2 separate regions of the Oryctolagus cuniculus genome follow, and region 2 is linked to region 1. Evidence: chromatin contacts called from public Micro-C data. All regions are on one chromosome and are shown on one strand. The core of a region is the stretch at or near the end of the contact, and the rest is flanking DNA. Distances in the headings are between cores, read along the strand shown. Region 1 holds the start of NEK8 (NIMA related kinase 8). Region 2 holds the start of PHF12 (PHD finger protein 12).

Region 1 (2,812 bases), core at 296-2,795:
CCTCGAGAACTCTCCGCCCTCAACTCCTTTCTGGGCAGAGCTGGGCGGGACCCACCGCACGCCCACGGCCCGTCAGCCCGCGTCCCGGGGAAGAGTCGGAGCCGTGCGCTGAACGATGGTCTCCGCCCAGACCCTCTTCTTCCACCCGGCCAGAGGCGGACTTGTTTACCTGCCTCTCCCGCGCCTCTCGCGAGTGATGGCTTAGGAACTGTTGAGTCACCCATCGCCACTCTCCTCCCAGCCCGCCCTGGGGCTCCGGGGGCCACGAGGCTGTCACAGTCCTCGTTCAGCTATCCCAGCCCTTCCCCGGCTCCCCGGAGGCCGGGGCGGGGTAGACTGCCCCCGTGTCCCCGGCTCCTGGGGTGACCCTCACTGCCCACCGCCGCCTGGTGCAGTTGCAGCTCCCGGCCGCTGGGTGTCAGCCTGTCCTCACCGTGGCGCGGGGTCCCCGCCCGCCGCCAGACGAGCAGAGCAGCTGGGATTCGGGGATAACCTGAGCCAGGGCCGAAAGGAGCAGCTGAGGGCCGGAGGGGGCGTGTGCGTCGGGGAGTCAGTGGGGGAAGGGGGAAGAGAGGGCGCAGGAAACCAGTGGAGCGCAGAGACCCAAGCGGCTGGGTGTTTTGCTCTGCCTCTCCTGGCGGCTCCAAGGTTACCCATTAATCCCAGGGCGGCTCCTAGGGGCCCCGTCGGTTTCTAGGCGAGAGCACGAGCGTCCCCGGTGAGCTGCTTCCCCCGCCCCTCCGCGGCCTTCCCTCGGCTTACAGGGTAGCCTGGCCAGCCGACGCTGGCTGGAGCCCGCGGCCGAGGGGCCTTCCAGGGCCTTTCCGGTGTCCCGTGCCCCCGAGCGCGTTCGCAGGTCCTCTCGAGGGGCAGGGCAAAGACCCGACACCCCTTTCCTTACAGTCCTCGCCCGCTCATCCCTAGCTAATGATCACCTTTCTGCATACCGCGGGGCTTTCGTGGAGCTCCCGCAGAGCAGGAGGCGCCGGGGAGCACCGGCACTCCAGGCCCCAGGCCCGGGGCAGAGCTGAGGTCCCCCTGCACGGGCGGCCGCGTCGGGAGTGCGCACAAGCGCGAGGCTCGCCGCTGGTACCGGCCTCCCCCGAGGACTCCCCCTGCACAACCTGGGGTTTTCCCGGCCCTTCCCCAGGCAAACGCGAACCCAAGCCTCCTTCCGCCCCAGGGCACCAAAGCGCCGCTTCTGCTAAGTTGCACTCGTGTCTATCGTTCGCGCGCCTTCGGAAACAGCGTCGCCCACGGGCAGCCGAGGCTGTCGGTCCTTGCTTCTCGGCGCCCACCCGGCCCGAGAGGGGCAACTCTCCGGGCAGGCACCCCTCTCATCTAAGCAGCTTCGCGAGAGCGGGGCCCGACCATAGGTGGGAAGTGGCCGGCGCCGTTGCTGGCCGCTGCGGGACGTGCTAAAAAGCGGCGGACTGCCTTCTTTGCGTGGGTGGCAGGTCCACGAGGGAACCCGGCGCAGTAGCCAGCGCAGCGCACGCCCGCCCGCGGAGCCCACACCCAGCGCCGCTCCCTCCGGCCCCGCCCCGCCCTTAGCGTCCCGCGCGGGGGGCGGGGCACCCCGTGGGCAGGGCCGCGCATGCGCCGCGGCGGGGACAAGCGAGGTTCCGGAAGTGTAACTCTGGGAGATGAGATGGAGAAGTACGAGCGGATCCGAGTTGTGGGGCGAGGTGCCTTCGGGTGAGCCAGGGCTCTGGGGGAGGAAACTGCCAGGGGAGAGAGATGGTAATAGGCCCTAACTTTGACCGCGAAATCGCGCCCCGCCCCGAGGAGTGAGCGCCACTCTGGGAAGCCCCGCCCAGACTTCCGGTACCGGACCGGAGGCCCCGCCCCCGTGAGGCCACGCCCCTGGCCACCTGTGCGTGCTGGCGGGGTTCTGTTAGATTGCTTAGGCGCTGGCCCGTGTGTGTCAGACTGGGCGCAGAGTACACAGTTAGGACCGAAACAGGCGTGGCCGTTTCCCTGTCAGCTCACAGGCCGTAGGAAAGTTACACAATGAATAACACCTGTAAAGTAGGAGCAGTTACGAGCGGTTATTACCAGGCAGCGAGGATAGAGTCCAACACCAGGGAGAGGGTTTGTTTATTTGGGGCGGTCGAGGAGGAGTTCTCTGAGAAGTGAGATTCAACTCAAAGCAGGGACTTGAGCAGCGAGCAGCAGTGATGTGACGTGAGGGAAGAGCTTGCACCCCGGGGAAATGGCGGAAATGGCGTGGGCGGAGGAGAATTCGGAGCCCTGAGGGAAAGACTCAGGTTGGAAGGTAGTGGGCAAAGAAGGGAGCGGTGTAAAATGCGATGGTCACGCGGCGATCTGTTCCGGCCTCGTTAGCCAGGGCGAAGGGGTTGAATGTACTTGCAGTATGACAGGACTTCTGCAGCAGGGGACGTTCTCATGTGGATTGCATTTTTAAAATGCCACCGGCTGCTTCTGGAGTTTATATTTGAGAGTGAGGGGAGTGGAGGCTAGTACAGCATTTTAGTCTGCACTAAAATGACCTGGACAAGGGTTATAGCAGAGGACCCAGGGAGGATTGGGTGGGTTTACAGTATCTAGGAGGTAGCCACAAGATTTGCTGATGTGTTAGCGTGAGCTGGAGGAAGGATTCTGGGATGATTTTCAGATTCTGCGTCTGATTTTAATAACAGGAACGGTACTGTCACCCACCAACTGAGGGAGAGACAAGGGAGGAAAGGTTAAGGGGCAGGAATCAAAGGTTTCATTTTGAATTTGTTAAAATTCGGGATGCCTCGTAGCCAGCTATATGAGCCCGAGGCTCAGAGGAGGGATCTGACCC
Region 2 (2,936 bases), core at 173-2,672, 210 kb after region 1:
CAGCTATCGCAGCTGTCGTGGTTGGTGGCCCTGCCGCTTCTCCGCGGCTCCTTCTCAGGCTTCCGACTCCGCTTTTCCGCCTCGTCCGTCTTGGGGGGAGCCAGCAGAGCTTGGATTTGCTGCACACACATACAAACGGCGTGTGTGCACACTCGGAGCTCCCGGGCGGCCCGTCGACCCCCCGGCGCGGCTACTCCGTCACCCACCCCTCTCCCCCCTTTTGTCCTTCTTCCTCCCATCCAGGCTGCTCCCAGAACCGCTCAGCCCCCGGAACCAGGGGGAGCCCACCCCAACCGCGTTTCTGCAGCACAACAACGAGCGCAGCTTCTTCCAAATGGGGAGGATCAGGGTAGGGGGATGGGGAGAGGGTGCGCGGTTCCCTTCTCGCCACTTCCTTGTATGGACAGTGGGGGACTCCAAAGCCTGGCTCGGGAGAGGCCCGAAGCCCGGTACCCGGACGTGCGGGAGGAAGCACAAAGGGGCCGACAAGAAGGGGGTGGGGAGGCCCGCCGGTGCAACGCGATGGAGTGGGCTGGCGCCTCTGGAAAGCGAATCGAGGGCGGCGGGTAGGTGAAACTGCTGCAAACGTCCTCGGCGGCTGAGCTCAGCCCCCCGAATCGCCGAGATGGGAGGGAGAGGCTGAGCAGGGAAGAAACCCCCCTCCCCTGGCCCTCTGGCGCTCCGAGCTCAGGCCGGCTTTGTGGGGCGGAGGGCGGAGGTTCCCTCCCGGCGCTGGGGGAAGGGGATGAGGAGGGCCACTCTTACCTCCATCAGCCCCCCCGACGTGTCCAAGTCGTACACGATCGTCTTGGTCTCCATTTTCTCCCACATTCATCCACCTCCCGGGCTGGGCGCTCTCTGCTCCGGCCCCCCCAACCCCGGGGGGAGGGGGGAGGCGGGGGGAGGGGGTGCTCCTGACCCCGGCTCCCCTTCTTTTTTCCCAACACGGGTCCCGACTTCCTCGCCCTGGCTCCCCCCCACCCCCCGGCCCCCAGTCCCTGGGACGGCAGCGTCCTCCCCGCGGGCCGTGAGGGGGGAGCGGCCCCTCAGCCCCGGCCCGGCGGCTGGCTGCACAGTGGGTCCCGGCTCCGGGGGTCAGGCCTCGGCGGGGCCTAGTCCCACAGGCTAAAGCCGGCGCTGGCGACCGCTGGTCCGGCCGGGAAGGCTGGCGGGCGCTGCCATCCCGGGGTTAGGGGGATCGGAGGGGGGGGTGAGAGGTTAGGTGAGGTTGTGGTACGTGAGGTGACTGGGGGGGAGGGTGATGGGGGGTGGTCCCCGGGCTCCGCCTCTCGCCGCCGCCGCCGTCTGCGTCCCGGCTGCCGCGCACTTGGCGCAAACTTACCGCGAGCGCCCGCAAAGCCACCCGCGCAGGCGCCCGGGGATCGCCGCTCGCCGCGCGCAACCGCAGTGACAGCCGGCGGCCGGGCTCCCGCGCAGCCGCGGTGAGGGGGTACCCCCCAGCGCGCAGCCGCGCTGGCATTCGTCTGGAGCCCCGGAGCCCCGCCTTCCTGCCCTGCGCCAGCGTACTGAGATAAAAGGGCGGGACCCGAGGTCTCGCGCAGGCGCCTGAGGAAGCTCCTAGGGGTCACAGCGCAGCCGCAGGAACCCGAGGACTCTTCATCCATTGGTGTTTGTGTGCAGACCGAGAGGGCTCTGTTCCCGCGCAGGCGTGTTGGGGATGCTCCCCTCCCGCCCCATAACACAACCGCCTCCCGCGCAGGCGTATCGTCACCTGCAGGCCCTCAAAGAAAGCTGCTCCTTTCGCCATTTTAGTAATGGGATAAGGGCTGCCGTGTCCTTGTAGTCCTCAAGCATGAACAGGAAGGGGCAAGGAATGTTGGACAGAGCTGGTAGGCTGCTGGTGATGGCAGTATTCATAGAGGTGTTGGACTGGACAGTTGGTTCCAGCGTCAGGTGTGGCTGGACCAGGCCGCCATGTTGATAAAGAGAAAAGAAAAGCCAGTGCGACAGAAAGCGACGCTTTGGCTGGGTGGCTGCCGTCCCCACTTCCCTCCTGCTCCCGACAATTAAATTTAGAACGAGCATCCCTGCCTTGCGTGGTGATGGCACCATGGAGACTTCCGCCTGCCCGTTACCACCCTCTCTCGACCACCGTTCTGAGAACTGCTCAAGAGGCTTAGAGTTTGTAATCCCTGACAACGCCCAGCTACCGGCCCACAGAGGACTCCCACTCCCAGATTGCAATGCGCAGGGGGTCCAAAAGGGCGGACGGGAGCGCATGGCACCCTGGGAGCAAGCATCGCGATGGGTCTGATGGACTGTGGGAGTCGTAGTTCCGTGAGCTTGAAACGCACTATACTGTAGGAAGGAAGGAAAGGAGTAATTCGCTTGTCGGGAAGATGCTTTTGAGAATTTCCGTGCTGCATGCTGGGATTTGTAGTCTTAGGGCCTCACCTCGAATTCTGGGCGGGGATGCATGCTCTCTTCCAGGGCGCTCGCCCTTCCCCTTGCTATTGCCCGCAGAGGTGACCAGTTATTGCTGCCCAACGGTAGATGAAGCAGTGAAGAAGGGAACCGCATCGTTGTGCCTAAAAGTGGGCGTTTAAGTAGCATGATTGACAGCGGTGTCCTGCCCATGTCTAATGTTACGGCACACGCATTCTCAGAGTCATAAAACTGAGAGGGGCCGAGAGACCATCTGATTTCATTCTCGTCTTTCCAGAGGCACAGAGAGGCCGCATAATGAATTTATGGCAGACGTGGGAATGAAACTTTTTTTTCAATTGCTTCTCTCCCCCCTCCCCCTTTCTCTCTCTCTCTCTGAACGAATTTGATCCCCAGGCCAGACACTGTCCACTACAAGATACTAACTGCACCTGGGACAATAAGGAAGATAAGTTATGTAGAGTGGGAATGCCAGTGTGTGGAATTTTAAGATTTTTCGTTTTTAAAATGACTTCTCTCTTTTCTGATGA

What was found. Hi-C and Micro-C count contacts between places; a contact is called where the count stands out from the background.
Region 2: a Micro-C map of ear pinna shows a contact between it and region 1, with 6 times the contacts expected there. The contact joins the promoter of PHF12 here to the promoter of NEK8 in region 1. A contact is called at or near these places in 2 of 6 Hi-C or Micro-C datasets (ear pinna and an unstated tissue).

Annotation. Positions count from the first base shown.
Region 1 is chr17:44,225,113-44,227,924 of mOryCun1.1, forward strand. NEK8 (NIMA related kinase 8) reads left to right here and starts at 1,546. Exons shown (of 15, transcript XR_011383611.1): 1 at 1,546-1,698. All of the region lies in intron 1 of TLCD1 (TLC domain containing 1), which reads right to left.
Region 2 is chr17:44,438,502-44,441,437 of mOryCun1.1, forward strand. PHF12 (PHD finger protein 12) reads right to left here and starts at 1,423. Exons shown (of 15, transcript XM_002718916.5): 1 at 766-1,423; 2 at 1-119. The coding sequence starts at 831.